Linked DNA regions of Mus musculus: region 1 is linked to region 2. The links are chromatin contacts, called in public HiChIP or PLAC-seq maps. All regions are on one chromosome and are shown on one strand. The core of a region is the stretch at or near the end of the contact, and the rest is flanking DNA. Distances in the headings are between cores, read along the strand shown. Region 1 overlaps Fancl (Fanconi anemia, complementation group L). Region 2 holds the start of Fancl (Fanconi anemia, complementation group L).

What was found. HiChIP or PLAC-seq counts read pairs in DNA pulled down with a chosen protein or histone mark.
Region 1: an H3K4me3 HiChIP or PLAC-seq map of the SCID.adh cell line shows a contact between it and region 2, with 9 read pairs. The contact joins the enhancer-like site here to the promoter of Fancl in region 2. A contact is called at or near these places in 1 of 39 promoter capture datasets (macrophages), 1 of 15 datasets of contacts at CTCF or cohesin (CD8 T cells), 2 of 115 datasets of contacts at active chromatin or transcription factors (the SCID.adh cell line and embryonic stem cells) and 2 of 9 other capture datasets (adipose tissue and liver).

The regions. Positions count from the first base shown.
Region 1 is chr11:26,434,922-26,439,435 of GRCm38.p6, reverse strand. All of the region lies in intron 7 of Fancl (Fanconi anemia, complementation group L), which reads right to left. Among named protein-coding and RNA genes, the nearest start is that of Fancl, 50 kb to the right of the region's middle. Within about 2 kb of position 1,440, at least 65 of the 459 cell types and tissues checked have an H3K27ac peak or open chromatin away from gene starts, as enhancers often do. A contact at or near this core is called in CD8 T cells and the SCID.adh cell line, where this site is marked.
Region 2 is chr11:26,384,484-26,389,043 of GRCm38.p6, reverse strand. Fancl (Fanconi anemia, complementation group L) reads right to left here and starts at 1,960. Exons shown (of 14, transcript NM_025923.3): 1 at 1,734-1,960. The coding sequence starts at 1,829. It also overlaps the pseudogene Gm18324.

The DNA.
Region 1 (4,514 bases), core at 191-2,690, 51 kb before region 2:
GAGCCCTTCACTGGGCTTTTTCTATCATGTTTAAGAGTTTAAAAAATGACTTTTCTCTTTTATTTGTAATACTACCAATGACAAAAAATAATACTTCCACAAAAGCAAAAGTATATATAATTTACTAATTTACGAGTAAAGGAAAATGTAGTTTTGTGAGTTTTCTGATCAAATCCACAAAGGGATAATAAATGAAGCCTAATGGCCTTGACCACAGGTGGTTTCTCAGAACAGAGCGGAGCTCTGTGAAACTCAAGGAAGTTGGGTTTCCTTTCTTTCTTTCCTTCTTTTTTTAAAAGATTTTATTATTGTTTTAAATAATAAATAAATAAATAAATAAATAAATAAATTTTTAATTTATTTTATGTATAAGTATACTGTCACTGTCTTCAGACACACCAGATGAGGATATCTAATTCCATTACAGATGGTTGTGATCTATCATGTGGTTGCTGGAAACTGAACTCAGGACCTCCTGAAGAGTAGTCAGTGCTCTTAACCACTGAGCCATCTCTCCGGCCCTGGAAGTTGTGATTCTTAACAAAGTCTATTTTCCTGAACATTGGTGAAGAGGGAAAATTTGAGCATGTGTGAACTGAGGTAGTAAGCAGGCAAGAGTCCTATATAAGACTATACAATTTAAGGGCCAAGTATAGCAGCTCGCCACTGACTGACAAACCATATTCAGGAAACAGAGGCTTTATGTTTCAGAACTGAATTCCATGACAGCATGAGTTATACAGTGTGACCTGCCTCAAAATAAATAAATAAATAATAAATTTTTTAAAATTTAAAAAGGAAAATAAAAAATAAAACAAACAAACAAAAAAACCATGGTGAAGTGTAAAATGAAGTGGGCATGCCCAACTGTGGGTCTGCAGCTTTGAGGAAAGATCTCATTCCCTGCTAGGCAATAGGACTCTTTAATTACACTCTTCAGTCATCAAAGATCGCCTGTCAGACAGAGGCTGTATCACGAGTCTCGCTCTTCTTCACCCATGGCACTGTCCCAGGAGGATCAGAGTTCCCCATGGTAGGAAATATATAAGACACTGCTTCTCAAATCTGATCAAATCTAAATATTCTAACTGCCTCTGGCAAGGCTACTCCCTGAAACCTGTAGTTCATGACACAGTCTCAGGTAGAAAACAGTCTGTGACCTGGGCAAAAAAAAAAAAAAACAAGTCCTTTTGTCTAAATGTCTGACATTAGCCCATGTCAATCTATCAGCTGACAAGATCGACATGTATGGTCTGCGTGTGTGATATGAGCAGGAGGGCTCACACTGTATCCTAAAATCTACACGCAGGATTTACTGAGTACGGAAGACATGCATGTGGGTAGGCCCAGCCACCGGCTCTGAGAAGCACTTTTGTGTCTCTCTGGCACACACCACTGCAGCACACGCAGCCGCCTTGCCCTTGCTGCCGATTTCTTACCACAGGAAATGTCTCCTCTGCGCCAGAGTACACTGGCTGCTGCTGCTCATGCTGTGAGACACCTGCACTGGTACGAGGCTTGTCATGCCGCACAAAACCCTGCCATCTTCGGCCTGACACTGTGCACGTTATAATTAGTCATCCAAATGAGCATGTCAGAGCAGCAGCAGCAGACCTCTCATCAGAGCAAAAGAAAAATACATCAAAACATTATCAACTCAGCAGGAAGACGGGGACCATAAGGAAAATCACCCATTTCTAATATGGATGCCACAAAGACGTGTCTGTTATGTTACAAAAAGAAAGGAAAATAAAGATCTTCCAAGTTTAAAGTTCAGGAGCACTGAATCCACAGAAGCAGACTTTGTAAATCAGTTCTGTGGAATCTATGAACTGTTTTAAATGCAACTTTCCTACTAGACTACAACAGGAACATTCATATGGCTTAAAATCACAACTGTTTCAAAATAAGAGAGAGAGAGAGAGAGAGAGAGAGAGAGGGAGGGAGGGAGGGAGGGAGGGAGGGAGGGAGGGAGGGAGGGAGGAAGGAAGGAAGGAAGGAAGGAAGGAAGGAAGGAAGGAAGGAAGGAAGGAAGACAGACTAGTCATGTAGGAGCAGACCCGCTGCCCCTAGTCCTGTAGGAGTAGAACTGCCCCTAACATAATGTCACCTCACCTTACATCTCACTGTCCAGATACAACTTAGCATTGCCAATGCTCTAATGTTGAAAAGAGTTCATATTTCTACCACCAAAATCTTTATGATACAGGTAGATATTTAAAAGGAAATAAGGATTTTGAAACTTTCTAAATTTTAATTCCATGTATTGCATTAAAAAAAAAGACATTACCTCATACTGATACAAATATGGCCAAACTGCATGCACATATATAATGTAGACAATAATAAGTTTAGATTGTTTTATAATACTTGAATATGAACAAAAGACAAAGATTTTCTTTGACAAGCCAAAAAAGAAAAACCATTAAAACAGATATACATGACTACTCTGAAAGTTTGAGATAATATATAACAGTAATAAGAGGTGATAAAAATATGTTCATATTCCATGTAACCTGAAAGTATTATATCCAAATGATATGATGGGTACATATCATGTTAAAAATACTTCAAATAGCGCAAAGATCATGAACACAGCAAAACTTATCAATTGTTGGCAGACTATGATCAAAGTAAACTATGGTAATGTATGAATCACTATGTGTGCCTGGACGCAAGTGCAGACTTACACAAGCAATTTAGGAAGGTGAGTTAGCAGTACTGAGTAACCTCTGAGGCATATTCCATACAACAGTTATAGAAATACTTACACAGAAATCCTCTACATATGCACTGGGAACTAAACAAGAAACGGGGTAACTCAGTAGGGCAGTGAAGGGATTAACTGACGGATGAACATAAAAATCTATAGCATTTTAAGAGCAAATTGATGCACATAGACAAGTATGGACAAATCAACTACAATACTGACTTAAAAGACCTTACACTGGAAATATGCCATAGGAATATGCATGGATAGCATACGTAGAACTTAAGGGAAAGAAACTCCTGTTTAGGAATCTAAAGACACACAGAAGAAAAGAAACCCAGAAAAGGGAAGATGAGCACTGTAGCTCCGTGAAGTCGCTATTTCTATTCTAACAGAATAGGGAGGACTAAGTACAGTTATCAAGCAAATGTGACAAATAGTATTTGCCAAGTCAAAAGGAGTCTTAAGTAGCAACAACTTTGATACATTCCAGTTACTACTAGTTAATCCTGTTTGCTTGGACATATTACAAAAAGCAATTTCTGAGAGTCGTGTCTAAAGTTCTAATGGACAGTATTACATTAACCCCATGCTCACAAGGCTGAGGCTCCAAGCTCATGTAAACAGCACACCACATCTAGTTGTCACAAAATAATTGTGATGTCACAATACACTTGGTGACCTTTCAGGAAACTTACACAGTACTCACATTAAAAAGAAAACTACCAAACTCATGACTAAGATAAATATGAAAATGGAAACAGTATACACAATCCAGACTTGATATTTTCTCATGATCTCAAGAAAGTTTCTTAAGCAAAAGATGATGCTTCCTGAGTCAAAAGACATTTTTAAAGAAAAAAGGAAAAACAAACCTACAACTTTTTCTACAACATGAATTGTTGGTTTGGTCTTTGGAGACAAGGTTCCTCTGTGTAGTCCTGGCTGTTCCGGAACTTGCTCTGCAGACTAGGAAGGCCTTGAACTCACAGAGATCCACCTGCCTCTGCTTCCCTAACGCTGTGACTAAAGGCGTATGCCACCATCGCTCAGCCACCAGTATTTCTATTAACTGATAAGCTACAGCTAGCACCAAAGGAAAATTACAGACACTTTTCTTTATTTGCTAAGTCTTATCAATTTCCAATGGAGGAAAATTTTTTAAAGAGGAAAATCAGAAAAATAAACATGACTTAAAATGTCAGGTTAATTATCTGAACTCTCACAAGCCTAAATCCTCTTAAACATTTTACAACTAATTTATGAGCAGGGGAGATGGCTCATTGGGCAAAGTGCTTGCCACTCAAAGCTGATTACCTGCACTCAATCCCACATAAAGATGGAAGGAAGAACTTCAAAGGACTCCACATGTGCTCTACAACAACCCAGTGCCTACACACAACAACACATGCAATAATAACAAACACCTTAAAATCATAACAATTCATGTATAATTTTAAACATAAACTAAACAAAACCATGTATGGCTTCTACTTAGAGAAGCCCTGTAAAGCGTCACGTAAAGAAATTGTTCTGTAAAGAAAGCCCTGTAAAGAATTTGTTCTCTCTTTCCAATCTATAAACAGAGATATCTTCTCCTGGGTACTGTCAACTGTCAACCCTGACCTAGTGCAAAGGAGGACACTGCCATGGGAGACTTTTCTCTGAACCGAAACACCGGCTTTTTTGATTTTTAAAGCTATTTTACTACTAATATCACCTTCTTTGTATATAACACCAGTTTCTAGAACGATTCTAAAGACACTGACCTCTATCAATGTAGTAGAAAACTGAATTAGCCTAA
Region 2 (4,560 bases), core at 711-3,210:
TAAATAAATGGGAAAAATGGAACTAAAATGAATGAATGAATGAATGAATGAATGAATATGCAGTATATAAGTGAATGTGTAATGGCCCAAAGAACCTCACCGAAAAGTACTCGTTAATTTCAAAAGAAGATCTGGCAGAAGCCACACTAACCTAGTAACTGGCATTATTAATATCAACACTGGGAGTAGTTGACTTCATGTGCCTTGAAGGGAACACAGGACAGTTTCTGGGATGCCCCTGCCCAAACACATTCCCAGAATTCAATGGTGAGAAAATATCAAACCTAATAAGCTTAACTCTTAAAAATAAAATTCAAGTTAATAAAAACACAGACTAAGAACTGCTCCAAAAGAAGAGATAAGATAATTAAATACTCCATGAAATTTTACACCGCATAGCAGTTGTAGTAACTGTACTGAGGTTAGGTTTGAGTGGACCCTTGTTTTATGAAATGAGTGCTAAATTATTTAGAGATAAAACAGCAAGAAACGTATCTATGATTTAATCTCAAAGGGTAAGGTAAGTGTGTGCACAGGACCAACCACAATCACACTCAGGATAAAATCAGTTGTGCTGGATAGCTTTTAGACAGTGCTTAAGACTCAAAGGCATGCTTAAGGAATAAAAAATTAGAAATTACCTACATCGAAGGCTAACGTATTTCCGGTCTAATCTTATGGCTATAATTGTTTTCTAAAGTGCTATTGGAGATACAGACAAGTGATGTGAAACACTTGTTTCTGCCTGTCCTGTGCAACACTTGCCTGGCATGTGAATGGCTGCAGGTTCAATTCCCAGAACAGATGTGCACATGCATGCGCACAAATTCATTCTCTCTCTCTCTCTCTCTCTCTCTCTCTCTCTCTCTCTCTCTCACGTTTCTGAATGTTTCTGTAAATGTGAAAAACATTTTAACTGGATATTTCAACAGTTAAGCAAAAGGTGGCTAACTCATTTCCATCTATAATAAATTTTAGCCATTCTTTAAAGGTTCACATGGTTTGAAAATCCCTAAGGAAGTCCATGCTTCCTGTGTGTATATTTATCACAGAGAATTTTCTTAACTCCCAGGAATGTTTAGGGACAAGTGTTACTATTTAGAAAATCTGGTATCTGCTCAGCATTCTAGAGGTTGTTGCTTCAACACACGTGGAAATTAATGACTCCTGTCATTAAAGGGCAAGTTACACGTAGCTGAGTTTAATATTCAGAGGAAAAGTCCATAGTCAAAATCTTAAATTAAGGTAATTTGTTGTACCATGGGGGGGGGGGGGGGGGGGCCCGCTGGGGTGAGATTTTCTAAACAGTAAGAGTTTCAGAGGTAACTGACACCATCATAGTCAAGGTAGTCTCTCTAGATTTCCCAGGATCTGATTTCAACTATAAAATAATGGGGTTTGGATTTTTCTGTTTGTGTAGGTTCGGCTTAATAGTGGACCCTGAGTGCTCTATAAATCAAAATCGTAAGTGTAGTAACACACCGCCGTGATGAACTCTGGTTAAGACCTACAGAACTGCACCTCCCTCTTCCACCACCAGCCAGGCACCGGCGAGCCGCCCCGCCCACCCTGTGTCGCGCGGCGTCGCCACCTAGCGACCGCGCATGCGCAGAGTATCGGCGCTACTTCTCCAGGCTCTGCTACACTCTCCCAGCCAGGCAGCCGGAGACGCCGCGGTCAGGCTTTGCCACGAGTGACAGGCTCTCGCGCGACAGAACGACCCCTCAGGGTACCTGAGCCGAAATGAATCCCTCATACACAGTTTTCTCCCGGTTCTGAGGAAGTAGCAGCGGGAAATGGCGCAACAGGCTTGCTTCTGCTTCGTCCATGGCGCACAGGAATGGCCGCCGCACATGCGCAGTCTGCAAAGGGACGGGGCGGAAACCCGCTTCGGCGGGAAAAACTAACTGGTGGGTACGCTGCCCTGACCTGGACAATGAACTGGGCCAACTGGTCTGCTTAGTAGCAGGAGAAAGCAGGAGAAAGGAAGATCACTCACAAGTCCACAGGCCTGACGGTTCAGGATTATTCTGACCTTGACTGTCAAAAAATAAAACTAGCAAAATCCTCTTGTTGATTTCATTGAAGACTGATGCAACTCCAAAGCTGACTTTCCTACTTTGACAGGGCATTTACAGTGTGCCCATAGCATACTGTTTTTACCCTGAACCTGCCCCATCACCTCTCCTGTTCTTGCGTTTGCTCTGGACTAGATCTCCTGTATACTCCCAGTATACCCTTCAACCAAATGCATATGTAAATAAATTGTACATTCAATACATCATGTATATTGTATGCTGATTCAGTGTTGTACTGTTTTTAATTAGATATATTTAAAGGAAGCCCATAGAAATTGTGAGAGATTCAATTTATTCTTGAGGTGGTAGACTGACAAAATTTCCTATACATTCTGGTAACTTAGAAATGGTTACTCATTCACTCATTTCTAAATATAGATTTAAGAAAACGTGGGGGGAGGGGGTGTTGATTGTGTAAGAAACTTGTTAATAGTTACCATATGATAATTTGGCATTAGAATAAGTCACTTTTGATTCTACTATTTTTAAGATCACTGTAATATGTTAGTAAGTAAGATTGTGCAAAGATGAATAAGATATTCTTCCTATTCTTATTGCCCTCATTGAAGATTGGATTTTAAAAGATTAATAGATTGGCAGAATTTGTCACAATATTCTGAATGCTTGAAGAACACAAGAATGTTGTACTTGTTACACTAAGACTGTGGTTCGCAACCTTCTTAGTGACCCCCCCCAACCATAAAATTATGTTGTTGCTTCTTTGTAACCGTAATTTTGCTACTGTTATGAATCACAATTTAAGTGTTTTTGGAGAACCAGTATGATAAGACTTTCTCAAAATGTGACTCAGATTGCAGTGTTGTCAGCACTAAAAAAAAAAAAAAAAAAAAAAGGTACACAACTTTATACAAGTGTTACAGCTCTGAGGAGAAAGGTTTCCCCAATGCAAGTGTTGCAACTCTGAGGAGAAAGGTATCCTGGCAGTCTGGAGCCAAAGAATATTACACAATCCCACAATACAACAGACCTCACACAAGAAGATTATTAGAAAAAATACAGGAGGATGGCTGCATCTGCTTGGGGAAAAAGCAGCAAAGAACTAAGCTAGAAACAGGCTTTACACAGGGATTCTTTGGGAGTTTTTCAGGGTGGGGATTGGTGGGACTCCAAGTTTGAGTTTTAGGCTATCTCAGGGATTGGTGGGTTTTCAAGCAAAGGGATTGGTAAGTGAGCTAGGACACTTTTTTTTACCATACAATTAAGGAAACAAAAGTTTACCACTGAGGGATTCGGGGCATACAACCTTGGCATTTGAATAAACAACAAAACCTAGATCAATCCAATCACCTCTGGCCCCCCACAGCAGCTCCTGAAATACTCACTTCAGATTGCCTTCTTTATGCCTGGAATAAACAACTCTCCCTGACTCTGAAGAGGCAAGGACAGGGAAAAGAAGCTACATATGAATTGCTAAAATTGCCCCAGTTTGTAACTATTAGATCATACCTCCTTAGTATAGTCATACTGTCTTATTAAAAAAAAAAAAAAAAAAAAAAAAAGGTTTCTATGTTGCATTGAATCTCAGTTTGTTAGTTTTATATGCCATAGAAATTGTACTAAACAAATTTTATGCTTTTGTTAATTTGTCTGAAAATTTATGTACTCTTTTATTTTTCTGGATTTTCATCATGTATCATTTTAACCCAGCATTAATTCCTCATGTCCTCCTAAAGTGTCTGAAATAGAATTTTTTTCTCAGCTCATGCTAAATAGAAATGAAATGCAAAAGAAAACAACTTTACCCATGGGAAACTTGTACAACGTTTTAAAGGCTTTTTTACTGTTTAACTTATTGAAAAAAAGATGCTACTGTGGTACTTGATCTAGCAGCTACTGTTCTTTGGGTTAGATAGAGTCTTGTGTTTGGTTTGTTTGTTTGTTTGTTTGTTTGTTTGTTTGTTTGTTTTGCTGTGTACTGGGAACATCAAAGTTTTCTTTATATTCTCTCAAGAGATGTGCTATAGTTTTATTTATTTTTAGCACAATGTACATTGACTTAGCATCTGTCTCCTTACCATGGAATAATGGGACACTTGAGTGCTCGTCAACATAAGTGATTATTTTTATAGTGAATATACCTAAGAGACATTGAACTTAAACAGGATATTAGGAGACCTGTAAGCTCCAGCTTACAGATGATTCTTTCTTACATTCACAAAAGTAATTCTTCACCATTGAAATTTCTTCTCTCAGGGAGCTCAATAAAGGTCATCAAATCCAAGACATATGTGGGTAAAAGAGTCCCATAGACCTAGCACTTGTAAATAGCTAATCAGAACTGGCAAGATACCCAGTGAGATAGACGAAAACTGTGGAGCAACTTCTGAAAGTAGCTGAAATGTCTATAAATGCTCAAATGGCTCAGCAGACATTCATATACAGCATCCCAGTACAGTACTGGAAATGATATTGCCTTCCATGTAAATGATGAAGGGGTTCGTGCAAATCAATCAAGGGAAAC